2 separate regions of the Astyanax mexicanus genome follow, and region 1 is linked to region 2. A link is a contact called in public Hi-C data. All regions are on one chromosome and are shown on one strand. Each heading gives the region's core, a stretch centred on a gene start, on an enhancer-like site or on the middle of the called end of the contact. The rest is flanking DNA. Distances are from core to core; before and after follow the strand shown.

Region 1 (7,394 bases), core at 1,424-3,923, 58 kb after region 2:
CATTATTTTTTTAATACAGAACGCTTTAGTCATGTTTATAATACTTTTTTTAAGGATTTTATATATTTTAACAACATCTTTTCTGGCTGCAACTGTACTGCACATACTGTAAATCACTGTCTCACATACACACACACACACACGCTTGTGTAAAACATAGGGCCCGGGATTAGAGCTCTTCCTTCAGGAAACTCCAGAGTGACCTGGCACAACATCTGGTAAACAGTACAGAGCTAACCGGGCCCACTGTCACCCACAGGAACCCCCGGTATAAACACAGGAGACCGGGGACAGTGGAAATGACGAAACACAGACAAAACACGCCAGGCTACACACATGGCTACATTAAACTGAGCCAAAACCTGCATCACTTTGGCTGCTAATTGTTGTCCTTTGCTATTTGTCACATGCAAATTTCAGCGTTGACTGGCATGCATGCAGTGGCCCAGCAGGAAAATAGGAGGGGTGCCATCCTGCTGGACTCTGCATACATTCCCAGATTAGCAAGCTGTTCCCTTGATACATGAAAGGCCAGGCACTTAATAAATAGTGCAGGCCTGAATTGCCATTAGATAACCACTGAACTGCTCATCTTTTGACATTGATGAAGCCAGTAGGGGTTCAACTAGATTAGAATTCTGTACTGACAAGCCAATGCAGCGTAAAATGTCAAACACAGTGAAAATTTGACTTGGGCTACCCATACTGTGCCGAATGTGGACATAACCTAAGATTCTTTTGAAGTAAAATGAGGGCTGGATGTTAATCTACACAGTTTTCTCTCCTGAAATCTGTTTATTTGGTTAAATAAAACACTTCTTCTATTCTTTTTTTTTACACAGTAGGCTTAGATTTCCAGATTTCCACTAAGGCTTGGGGCAGCAGCAGCAGCATTAGCATTATCGGCTAACAGTAAATGCAGCCTGACAGCTATACAGCTACGCTGAGGAACCCTGAGTGAGCTTGTTTTAACGCAGTAAACACGCAGGCTACAGTCCAATATACTCGCCTCTGAACACTGAAAGAGCTAGCGCATGGCGACTAATTCTAATGTTGCTTCAGCAGGTTCAGCAGGAGGCTACAGGCCGGTAATACTCTTTTCTGAATGGCGAAACAGCTGGCGCTTAGTGGCTAATGCGATTGCTGCTCCAGCAGTGCTAGCCAGGGTTAGCAGCAGGCTACTCGCCTCTGAACTGCAAAAGAACTAGCGCTTAGCGCTATTAGAGGCTAATGCTAATACTGCTCCAGCCTTAGTGCTGGAGAACTAAACTTCAGAGGAGTGGCTTTACTGCTCCTTACAACCTGAATGGTAAAAAATAAGATTAAAAGATTTTAAGTGTGCTTTATAATGCAAAAAAATCAGTTATGCCACTTTTTCACCATTTCATATATTAAATAACCTAAATGTATTTTGGTCTTGTGTTTTAGCTGCATTTCTTGCTGGCGGTTTTCTGAGTTCGATTACTCGCTGAGTTGATGACAGACCAAAGTCTGTGTGTGAGCTCAGTCTAAAAGAAGCTTTAAGCTAACTCTGACGTTTTTTTGCTTCAGAATCTGTTCCAGTAAAGTGCTGCTGCTGAAAACAGTCCTAAATGTAGAGTATACACTGTAAGAGGACCAAAAATGAATGATTCATTGTTCTATATTGATTATTCAGTTTATTCTGCCATTTTCGGCTGAATATTTTCAGTTTCATCCCTACACAAAACTGCTTTTCTCTTTACACTTGTGAGCCCAGTAGGGGTTAAATTAAATTAGGTTAAATTAAATTCTGGAGAATTCAAACATATAATGGGTCCATTGTGGACAATAAACCTACTTGTGATGGGTATGGTAGTGATTACTTATTACTTATGAATATGTAATACACAATAATATACAAGTAATATACTAATTGATTCGATATATCATCAGTGTCAGATGAAATACAAGTTTCTCCAAAACAGTAACTTAACAAGAGTAAGAAAAAACCTTCTTATCAATGGAAGTAAATGTCATTTTATTTTAGTTTATTTTAGGTAATTTTGTAGGATTTTTACTGGTCCGTTTACTAAAAAAAGGTTCAACAGTGTATGTGACAGTTTGCGTGTTTTATCGAGTTTTGTTCAACAAAAATGGAGATGAGGCAGAGCAGGGTTCTTTCCCATTATACTAAATATAATAAAATTCCTTTATAGGACAAAAAACAGCCACAATCCCAACCCACGCTCTGCACATATTGACTGACTTAGAATCGGAATATTGTCACAAAAATGTAAGCACTGATTTGTTTTCTCCTGTAAGCTTTTACAACAAAGCCTGGGTCTGATACCCTCAATTTAGTTATAAAAAAACAACAGCTAACATAAAAATAAAGAATGTCTCCCTCTGTCTTTGTTTCTCCTGCCAAAACACTCCAAATCTCCTTTACTGCATAGCAGCATTACAAGCAATAACATGAGCCATTTAGTCCCATCCACCGTCTAGCATCTGTCATCAACATTAGCGCGCTATAATCCTCTTTATCTCGAGAACTAGAGGCACTTATTAACAGCATGCAGAAAGCTACAGCCAGCACAAGCCTAGATAAACAACCCCCCCTGCTTTTTCCATCAGTCCTGAAGTGGCTGAGCTTCAAAACCGCCTCAAACCCCTCAGCCTGTTCTATTCAGCACATTATTATTCCATTTATTCTCCTATTTATTATTAAATTCCAGACCACAGGAGAACAGGAGGACTCCTGACGTAAGCGTTTGGATGCTTTCACAGCTGACCAATCCTGTCTGACTGCCATGGGCTGAACCATGGAGTCGTTTACTTATTGTCCTTCCCAGCTCTGATAAGCTGCACTCCACCACACAGCATGTTTTGCATAAAGATCTAATAGCTAATATGAACTTCCCTATCAGTAATAGACTGCTCCTCCTCGTCTGCTTTCACAAGAGATGTGCTGCTGCTCTCCAACCCCATTCTCTGTCTGGGCTCTCAGGCCATCGGTCACTATGGTGATCATACAAGAGCAATACAGTCCAAAGAGGTCATCGGTTACTGTGGTGAGCGTTTGCGCCCCCTGCTGGACACTGGCAGGAAATTACATCAGCGTTAAAGGAACATTTTGTTAACATTTTCCCTTTCAATCCAAATACAGCAGATCCAGCATCTGAAAGTCTAGCTTTTTTTAGCTTTTCCACAGAACCTAGACGTGATTGCATGTTGCTGTAAAACCATGCTGAAGTCATCCATCTTAAACAGTCCATCTTATTTGGTTTTGAAATACTGGTTTCTATAAAAAGTCAAAGTTTCAGACAAAAATCATCTACTTTTATTCGGAAATAACCTGTCAAAAACATTCTATAATAACAAGAACAATAATATACCAAGTATCTCCATTTTTGTGCATTTTTAGTTTACTACATAATCTGAACACACAAACTATCTATGTCACTATGTCAAAATTTCTTGAGGAATGGACCAACAGAAATTCTCCAAAATTATCTGAAATAAACACTTTTTACATTTACTTAAATAAAAGCTATATTGTTTTTTGTTTTTTTCTATTTCCTGTAAAGTTGCCATTTTAGAGGTACTTATTTTTCATTGGACAGCGACGATATACACTGTAGAGGGTTAAACTGCCAGTTCCTCGTGCTTCCATACACCCCCACAGAGGACAAACTATTTGAAGCAGAGCAGGCCTCATTTCCCATAAGACTAAATAAAGTTCATTTGTTTCCTTAAGGCCCCCTTGTGAGCTTTACAATAACGTCTCCTTTGGTTTCTGGAATAATGTTTCTATAAAAAAAAGAAAAAAAATTCAAGAGTTTAGATTTAGAGCCTATGTTTAAGGTGGGTTGTAGATTCTATATGAGGTGAATCTTGCTGTTTTTATCTGAGACAATGTCCTAGTGATGCATTCCATGAGCTACAATGTCAACATTTTCTAGTTCAAAGTAAGAAATTTGAACTGGATCACTCCTTCAGGCTGGATTTCCTACTAGGAAAGTTAGAAGAACCTCATGAACCCAGAGTTGGAAAACCTAGTTGGCTGAACTGCATATCAACAGTAGCTTCAGAAGTAGAATTAAACAGTGTACGGTATTAGCACTTGTTTCGATTTGTCTGTGAGACATTAAATCAGTCGTACACACATGGCTCTGTCCAACTTCTATACATGGATATGTTTTTACAGTGTATGGATGTGAAAAATAGCATATACAGTGGTATCATTAGAAACGTTATTTCTAAGCTGAATGTTTAACTGGAATACAGTCAACTCTGGTGAGCAATCATTCCAAGCTTTGACATCCAAGGTAAATAGAACACAGCATAGGCTCTAAATCAATAAGTGGGTTCATACATATTATTTCTTTCCCAACAGTACCCAGTGTTACAGACCTGGGGCCCTATTTTATCTATATTTAGCAATCTATAGGCGTCGTCAACCGTGCCCTGCGCAGCTTTATTTTGGGCCATATCAGTGTGTGTTTGCTACCATAACAACAGGAAAACTATGCCTTGCATGGCCTGAAACCCAAAAGACATGTACTAATATTCTTAATTAATCACAGGTGTGTTTTGGGCGATAAAGAAATCAGTGTCTCATTTGCCATTCCCTTTAAGAGCCAGGAGTGCTCTAACTTTTCAGGCGGATTGCTATTTCAATAGCGCAGTCAGTGTCCAGTGGGGACTGTTGACATCTGCCTAAGTTGTTTTCAGTCAGTGGTGCACCTCAACGAATCTCATTTCGAGACCACAATGCTCATCAACGTAGAAATAATTCAGAAGCAATGTTGCCATCTAAACAATGCAAAAGGAAGGGTTGAAAATAATATGCAGACGCAAACACTGCAATCTATATATATATATATATATTGTGGCGTGAGGAGGCGGGGGAGTTGTGGGTCCGCCCCACGCCAGAGCGCAAAGCCATGCCTGTCTCAGCTGGCCCGCATGAGGGCTGATTGAGCCGCCAGTTGAGACAGGCATATATACTCAGCCTCCGTCATCATTTGGGAGGACTTTGACTGGGGAGCTGAGGGCTGAGGCTGCGCGGACGCTAAAACAAAAGAAACTAAAGAAACTACTGAACTATAGAGCCCCACTGGGCTAGCATTATGTTTTGAGTTGTTTTTGGGTGTGGTGGAGGGCATTTAAAATAAAGGTACGTTTGAGTTCATTTACTCCCCGTGTCTTTGTTCTCTGTGAGCTTCCTCCTTCCGGGTCACAGTGGTCACGCCCCTAACCCCAGGGGCCTACCACAATATATATATATATATATATATATATATATATAGAAATTGTTAATAAGAACTAGGGCTGGGTACCATTTAAAAATGTTCGATACCGGTACCAGTTTGATACTTTAAAGTTGGTACCAATACCCAAACAATAATTTTTCGCTACCTCTTCCTAAATTTTAACAAAAAATACAAAAAGCAGTAATCTCAATTCAAAAACAACAGTATTACTTAAACTACAAATATATATGGAAAGTATCGAAAACAGGCACCAAATTTTTTTGGACCTTTTGGTACCCTGTAGTACGGAAACATTTCGGTCTGTACCTTTTTGGTATCAAATTTTGAAACCCAGCCCTAATAATAATAATAATAATAAATCATTTGTCTTTATGAATGCAATGAAAGTTTTTTTTCCCCTGTGGAACAAATCTGCTTGCATCCCTGAATAAATGTGCAGGGCAGGATCCCTCCATGACCAGGATGGGGAAAGTCTGGTCTAGAGCCCATTTTCCAAAAAAAAAAAAAAAGCGCGCGCACACACACACACACACAGTAACCATAACAGCTGCGTTACACTCTGACAACATAACACTGGTTTCAGAGTATTTCTGACCACCTTCCAGCAACTTCCCTTATGATTTAAAAGCCAAACACTTTCAACTAAAGTTAAATCAAAACATAACCTGTATTAAACACTAGTGATAATATAAACAGTTGAAGTTTGAAATGCACATTATCTTTTTCCTCAAGCACTGGTTTAAGCTTGGGGAGAAAGCTTTATATACATTTATAAAAGCATATTATACAATTCAAGAAAGACGTGGGCGCTACAGATTCTGACTTTTCTACTGCAGATCATGTTTTCCCACCACAACTTATTTTCAGGAGAGTGGATAGGCTTAACTTGCCATTTTTTCCAACCATCATGACATAGCTGAGGTATTCATTTCCTCTGAAGAGTAATAAGAGCATGTGTCACTGAACTTTACACTCATTATATGAATATTTCAACCTATCAGAGGGTGTGTACGGTTCTCTGAGGAACATCTACATCTGCAGGCCTGGCTGCTACAATGGTTATGAGCTGTGTGACATAGCAATCAAACATAATGTAACATCATAACCATCTCCTTGTTTCAACACTCATCATCCATGTTTTCATTTTTTCATTCGCAACACTGCAGTGACAAGGACATGGTGGTGGTGGTGGTAGTGGTGTGTTAGCGTTTGTATTGCTGTTTTAAGCGGATAAGACACTTAATACTGAAGTATTAAGTATACTGAAATGTCCACTCACTGTTCACTTTATTAGACACTACTACTTTTAATACAGCAGAAACAAGGGGGTGATCATTACAATATTAGGCTTGATTGATGCCAATTTTGCCTATTTTTAAGAGTTCTTTTGACCAGTTATAAAATTAGCAAAGGTAACAAACAAACAAACAAACTAAACTCCTGTATTTAAAATCTTTTACATTTTCTTCTATTTGTTACAGAAAAAACAAAGTATTGCCTGACCTGATATGCAGCCATGACAGCATGGGTGTAGTGCCACCACCAAAGACCCATACGGTGAAGAACACAATGAGCAGCGTGGTGGTGAACATCATCTGTCGCGCATAGGTTGCTGTGTCCCGGATCGCAAGTGCGAACGCCATCGCTCCACGCAGTCCTGCAACAACAGCATAGAAGCTATAAAAATCACAAAAAAAAGACAGACAGACACACAGACATCTAAGCAGGACAAGAACTCAAGAGACCTGCCTGAGATCAGGGGCATATAGAGTGAATCTGCCATGGTGTAACTGGATTTACATCTATAGTGTTTACTCGATCAGGATTTAGATGCTCTTTACAGCCACTTTAGAAAGTTAGTAGAGGATTGAGTATTAGCAAGGGAGCTGCTCCAGTTTTAGGTCTGCCATTGAAATGTGCCCTGATTTTAATTCCTCGTTTATTATTATTTTAGGCCATGATCTGCTCCATCAGAGTGATTAATCTCAGGGTTCATGTCAGGGGAGCATAATTGCAACTCAAAAAAAAAAAAAAAAAATGAAAATTGTTCATTGACAAGCAGAGTTATGGATAAGATAATACAGTACAGATTTAACAAATGTATTTTTATTTGATTTTTTTTTACCTTGCGCAACATAGTGGTTATCATCACTAATA
Region 2 (7,029 bases), core at 1,529-4,028:
TACCCTCAGCAGTAGGAAGAGGGGAGTTCAGGAATTCCTCAGTCAGTCGTGTCCAGCTCTCTGCTTTACACAGGTCTGAGTGCACCATGAGTTTCTCATATATTCTAAGAAATGCAAGAGGTGAACATGTTATCAGTTTGTAAACTAAGCATAGCTGGAAAGGTAAGAACATGTGTCTCTGGTAGTTTGTTTCTTCGGTAATAAATCTTATACCTTTTGAAAGCCTGTTAATTTCTCTTTAATTTGTAATGAACATGCATTTGTGGGATAAGCAGCAGAGCTGAGTATGTGTGTTGTGCCCGTGACAAATTTGCCATTCCTCTCTGCCATTGCCAAACAGCTCATCTGTCCTCTTCTTGACTAATTTGGTGTTTGACCATCTTCTTGGGCCGCTAACTTTTACAGACATCCCCTGTAGCCTTCAACTTAGCCTTTAATTTGAAGATGCTACTATGGCTCACTCCAAATAACGCTGCAACTTTTTTTTTTGGAACACCAGCTTGAAGTTGGCCTTCCACATGGTCCCTATCCAGATCAGACAAATGTAGCATGCCTATACTTTGAGCAGACACCAACTGACCACAGTAGCATAGCCCATGCTCACATGCACTGCTAATAAGGCAGCACCCGGGGGAACCAGTGGCTTAAAACAAGGGTTAATAGCAAAATAAGCTGTATAATAATAAGAATAAGAATATTTGGCCAATTTTTCATGCAATCCACATACTCAGCACTGCTGCTCATCCCAAAAGTATGTGTTCCTTAGAAATGTGGCTCCATTAAAAATAATAATAAAGAGGCTTTATAGTTGTATGAGATTTAATGTCAAGAAGTATTGTTACAACATAAGCCCTATCCAGATAGGATTAGTTTCTCAGGAGGATGTCTATGAAAAATATTTCATACTTTCACTTAGTGGTAAAACCTCTGCATCTGGAGTGAAATTGAAAAAACAGGAGGACCAGTGAGTTTTTTGAGACTTTTGCAGTCACATGACATCGCGTTCAGCAGCTCCTCCATTTCCATTCGCTGTTGTGTGGAAACGTGGAAACGTGCGCCCAACATGACAAATAGCTATGTTATTAAACGCGTCCGGATAGGGCTTAAGAAATAATCTTCCAAACACAAATCTCCTTACATTTTGTGTTATGTTTTAATTAAATTAAACACAATCTTATTCTCACCCATTTATTGAGCGCTGCACATTGTGGCTGCTGACATCCAGGAAACGGTGAAACCTGGCAAGATAAAGAAAAGTAAAAATCAACTCTTTAAGGACAATTTAATACAGTAAAAAACATATAATTACAAACATGAACAGCTTAAGAATACAGCCTGAGCCAAACATGTCCTTACTTGAAATTTGACCAGGCGAATTTGAGAGCCATTTGGAAGTTTTGGTCCTCTTCATCTTGAATGCCAGTCATGTGTGCTATCAGTCTCTTCACCTCCTGCTCCAGCTCCTTCTCAAATTTGGTCCAGTGAGCCATCCTGCAGACACTTAGCTAAGTTAGCTAACTAGCCAATTGTAAATACGATTTTAAAATTTTAAATTACTCTTATATCTCTTCCTACTGCCATTCTGGCTTCACAGGTCTAGCTGAGCTGATTCTGTAGGTTTTCACTACGTTCATTTTAACAGCGTGAACCTTGCTTACTATCGTTAGCTAAGTTAGCTAGCCAACCGCTTAGCATCATCATAACGGCGGTTTCAGTCATACAGCTAAGACCTAGCAGGCTATCTAACCCAGCGAGCTCAGCGAGCAGGTCCTCCCCTCACAGTATTCACAGGTGCTGCGGTTATTTCCCCCCTTTACTCAGTGCTTGCTATAATAATCCTGTCGCAGTTCAGTCTCGATTTAGTGAACTGATTCGCTGCTCATTCAGTTCAGCCCGTTTCTCCTTCTTGCCGCTCAGCCTGTTTTGATGCTCCTTCTGTGGTTAAACACGAACGTATCAAGCATTAGCAGCTCTATACCGCCTCCTAGCCAACCTAGCTATAACTGATCCCAGATACACTGAGGCCCATAGACATCTATCTTGAAGCCCAATCCCATTAATAGTTTGTACCTCTACCCCTTGTTTTAAACTGTAGCCCCTTCCTTTGGAACAGAGTTACAAGAAGAAGGGGTGAATCATCCTCCTCAGAATTGGATGAGGATTCAAGAACAATAGATAGCAATGGAGCGCTATATAAGTTAAGTAACCTAGCTGCTGGGACTCTTTATCATGTTTCAGTAAACCCTAAGTCCAATTATTCTTCTTTAAACCATTGCTAATGTTTAAACAAATGTCACATTTTTGTGGTTCCTGAAAAACGTAGAAGTTAAGCGATTATTTTGGGAAGGTTTTGGTATGCACCCTTACCTTGTCTTTATTAACCGACTTATTTTCTGGATTTGGGAATTTTGCCTATTTGTGAACTTTTGTGCTTTCATATTTTGCATTTTTTTGTTTTTCCAGGATTCTATTTTGTGTGCTTGTGGTCTTATTCTGTTTGGTCTTTGCCTGATGTTGGCACCCGCTTTGTGATTTTCTTATCTTGCTTTTTTCTCTAGGCACAGGCATTTTAGGTAGCTTATCTGATCATGAACTTTTGTTTTACCTGTAGTTTCTTCTCTTTTTTTGCTGATTGTGAGCTCGTATTTTAAAGGCTGCTGGCCTTTATGTTGTGTTTGTGTGTCTGCTAGTGTACTCTACAGTCTCTCTCTCTCTCTCTCTCTCTCTCTCTCTATCTCTCTCTCTCTCTCTCTCTGTCTCTCTCTCTCTCTCTCTCTCTCTCTCTCTCTCTCTCTCTCTCTCTATCTATCTCTCTCTCTCTCTCTGTCTCTGTGGTGTGGGCGTGTTTGTTCCCTCCCCCTCTTCCAGAAGTAGCGGAGCTGAGGGCTGTTGATAGTCCTGTGTGTACCGGGGGCGCCAGATCCGAGTGGATCGCCGAGCCGAGCGCTGCGGCAATGAAGAGGAGGCTTCAGAAGAAGTACATCATCCTCATCGTCGCCTACTCGGTCCTGCTGCTGCTCGTCCCGTACGTGCTGGACTACCGCGGTCACTCGGCTCACGCCAAGCATGCAGTGCAGCAGCAGAGGTGCCCCGACCTGGAGAACACTATGGCGCTGTGGAGCGGCATCGGCGGCGGAGCGGCAGGAGGAGCCGGAGGAGGAGGTAACGGTACGGAGGCGGCGGGCGAGGACGGCGGCATCAGGAACGACACCAAGATCCACATCTATCTGCACGCCACGTGGAGGACGGGCTCGTCGTTCCTGGGCGAGCTGTTCAACCAGCACCCGGACGTCTTCTACCTCTACGAGCCCATGTGGAATATGTGGCAGGCGCTGTACCCGGGCGACGCGGCCAGCCTGCAGGGCGCCGTGCGCGACATGATGAGCTCGCTGTTCCGCTGCGACTTCTCCGTGCTGCGGCTGTACGCGGGCGCGGCCAACGTCAGCACGGCGTTCGTGTTCGGCTGGAAGACCAACAAGGTGATCTGCTCCGAGCCGCTGTGCGCCGCCTACAGCAAGCGCGACGTGGGGCTCGTGCAGGGAGACGTGTGCGCGCGCTGCCCGCCCCGCGACCTCGCCGAGCTCGAGCGCGAGTGCCGCAAGTACCGCGCCGTGGTGATCAAAGACGTGCGGGTGCTCGACGTGGGCGTGCTGGCTCCGCTCGTGCGCGACCCCGCGCTCAACCTGCGCGTCGTGCAGCTGTTCCGCGACCCGCGCGCCGTGCACAACTCGCGCCTCAAGTCCAAGCTGGCGCTCGTGCGCGAGAGCATCCAGGTGCTGCGCAGCAAAAAGCACGCAGACCGCTACCGCCGCCTGCTCGCGCCCGGCGCGCGCGCCAACCGCGCCGAGAACTACGTGGCCAGCGCCATGGAGCTGATCTGCGACGGCTGGCTCGGAGACATGCTGCTCGTGGCCAACGCGCCGCCGTGGCTGCGCAGGAACTACATGCAGATACGCTACGAGGACCTGGTGCTGCGGCCCGTGGACGAGCTCCGGCGGCTGTACCGGTTCTCGGACCTGCCGGTGTCGCCCGAGCTCGAGAAGTTCGTGCTGAACATGACGCGCGGTCGAGGATACAGCTCGGACAAGCCGTTCCTTATCTCGTCCCGGGACGCCAAAGAAGCCATCTACGCCTGGAGGGAGCGCCTCAACGTGGAGCAGGTCAACCAGGTGGAGGCCTACTGCAGCGAGGTCATGCGCCAGCTGGGCTACCAGAAGAGGAACCCGGACCAGACGTAGAGTACAAGTAAGCAGAAGGAACCGTGGAGTCTGAGCATGTGTGTTTGTGTGGGCTGATGTTTACATAATTTTCACTCTAGTGTCTAGTAGAGCACTGAGGAGGATCTAGTGATCCTGGAGGGCTAAACTCCAGCACACTTTTGAGCTTTACCTGCTCAAACAAGCCCAACTTCATCCCACTCGTTTATTTTCAAATTTCTAGTGCTAGGACAGAGGAATCAGCATAAATCTGTGCTGGCCTCCCTTGGCTCCAAACCTCTGAATACCCTCGCTAAAAATACCATATGCTTGAATCAGTAGGCATACTGCATTGACCAGAAACAATAATCAAACATCCCACCAAGCTAGTTAGCAGACAGCAATAGCAATGGCATACATATATGGTGTGTGGAAACCCGAGCTAGTCTTCTATGTATGCAAAATTTGTGTGAGTGGCATATGCATCTATGTGAATCGCTTTTTGGGTGTGCTTGAAAGTTTTAATTAGGTCATGTGTGTCACACGGCCTAAAAATGGTTTAGAGATTTGCTCCAGTCATGATCTAACACATTTAGCTAGTACAGATAATAAACGTCAGCTTAGTCCTTAGAGACCTGCAGGTGGTGTACACCTGTGGGGACCTAAGCATACTTGTGTTTTTCCTATTCAGCCCTCTCAGACAAATTAAATATCTGTGTATATTTAAACAATTCAGCTTGTTTAGTTTAAATGTTCCCTGGTGGTAATAATAGTACTATATAATGACTGTATAATATCTGGGTAGTTTTGAAAGTTACAGAATAAACTGTTCACACCCACATAAGTACAGTCATTTGGATAATCAACAAGATATTAAATAATGAAAAGTCTTTGCACCAAACACACAAACATTGCAGTGTGTGACTTCACTGAAGTTTGACTTCAGCTTAATTACTGCTGAAATCTCCACACAGCTGATCCAATCAACTAGAAACACCTACTTACCTGGTACAGGTGAGCCTGGAGGTCCCAGAGGAGTGTACTGGGAATTGCTGGTCTGAAATGATGAGGTATGGTGACTGAGCATCATCATAGTGTAAACTAGAAGAGTGTACCTTTTAGTGGTTTATTTTTTATTTTTTGATACTGAAGCTTTACTATATTTTTCTATATATTTCTTGTCAGGAGAAGGGAGTAGGCTATACACACACATTCACACAGGGAGTACAGTTTTACTGCTACTCTAATCTTCACATCATTTAATCAGACCAAACAGACACTCTGTAACTTCTATTACAGTGCATGACAACACCACTTTCGCTTTCCTGTGTGTGTTGCGTGGGGAAAAGCAGTGTGGCGTGATACACACTGAGAGTCCAGCACTCCAGCATACAGCGCAACAGGCCACTGCTCTTATTATAATATGGTAAAAATAATCAGATCCCTGATCTCTGTTTTTCAAAGGAGATCACATTAAGAAGATTGAGCTGGTTTGTTGTCTATCCTATCAAAAATGAATGCTCTTTAAAAGGCTGTTATTGCATCATTTTGCTATTATATTATAAGATCAAATACGAGAGGATAATCACCCTAGGGATATGTGTACATAGATTTTGCATATGCCAAAATGGAATACTATCATACTAGACAGTCATATAGAAGTCCTAACAGTATACCAATATTAGTATTGTAGTTATTATTGCAGTATAGTAGTGTAATTTTTTTTATCAGTTGAAAAATACGTCAGTCGGACCAATTAAATTCAAATGAAGTCTTAAAAGAAACACCAATACTGGTTCACAGTTCTCCAGCAGACAGCAGTTCATGCCAACTATATACTATAACTAAAATGTTCATATCATAGGTCAGCATGAGGGTTTGCTTAAATTGCTGGAAGGTTTTCCAGGTCATCAAGTTGTCCAGCTGTAGCAAGTCCTGGTACGATTTTGGAGACGGTTTGCCAGGAGGCAGTCTGACAGTAAACAGTGTTGTTCCACCACCTCCATCAATACTACCCTGTGTTTATACACCATAGCTGTATATAGTTGTAGCCACAATTGTAGCCATTTTTGAATCGCTTGACTGACATCCCTTAACAAATCCATTGTTAGTGTTTGCAGAGCTGCTTTTGTTTGGGTTTTGTACATTTGTGTTAGTTTCTTATTGGCTCTAACAAAGAACTTTAGTGTTCTCATTTGAAATACCATATAAAGCATATTTAAACTAATATTACAGGTCCAGTCTTATTACTATTCAGTGTACACATTACCGTATGCTGTTTTCCCAACTGCCTGCCACCTCCTATTTTCCACAGAGTCCCATGGGAAGCGACTGCTCAGTAAAAAACAGTGCATGTGCTTTTTTGGCACAGTGGGATGAATCCCTCGGAGTTCAGAAGAGCTCCTTAATGTCTGTTCCATCAGCAGCATTATTGAACTAATCAGATTACATTACAAAAGAAGAGATTAAATCCATAAACAATGAACTAAAACAAGCTCCACACAGTATTTTGTAAAAGCTGAAAATAAAGAGGAACCAGAGAGAGGAGCTGTGATGCATAGATCAAAAAGTATTAGGTCAGGATAACGAGACATCTAACATCTAAAAAGAGCAGCATTTTCTCTCAGTTCCTCCAAACTCAACACTATAACATGACTGACAGGAAAGTTACGTTTTGTCGCAATATAGCAATTGTGAAATGTGGTAGTCAACATACAGTAGTTCAGATCATCATCATCTGCTTTCTTTATCTGGCAACCAATCAGGGCTAGAAGAGAAAAAAGGTAAAGGGGTGGTTTTGGAGGGTGGAGGTGCCTCCATATCAACAGAAAAA

What was found. A called contact is a pair of places that touch in the nucleus more often than the background predicts.
Region 1: a contact with region 2 is called in a Hi-C map of muscle, with 10 times the contacts expected there. The contact joins the enhancer-like site here to the promoter of chst7 in region 2. A contact is called at or near these places in 2 of 3 Hi-C or Micro-C datasets (both in muscle).

The regions. Positions count from the first base shown.
Region 1 is chr5:18,837,423-18,844,816 of AstMex3_surface, forward strand. slc9a7 (solute carrier family 9 member 7) reads right to left here. Exons shown (of 17, transcript XM_022675805.2): 12 at 6,741-6,894. Among protein-coding and RNA genes, the nearest start is that of slc9a7, 32 kb to the right of the region's middle. Within about 2 kb of position 2,674, the one cell type or tissue checked has an H3K27ac peak away from gene starts, as active enhancers do.
Region 2 is chr5:18,779,771-18,786,799 of AstMex3_surface, forward strand. chst7 (carbohydrate (N-acetylglucosamine 6-O) sulfotransferase 7) reads left to right here and starts at 2,779. Exons shown (of 2, transcript XM_007249094.3): 1 at 2,779-4,245. The coding sequence starts at 2,955. The coding sequence ends at 4,238. It overlaps tubgcp5 (tubulin, gamma complex associated protein 5), which reads right to left and starts at 2,742. Exons shown (of 24, transcript XM_049479090.1): 1 at 2,606-2,742; 2 at 1,357-1,491; 3 at 1,185-1,238; 4 at 1-104. The coding sequence starts at 1,490.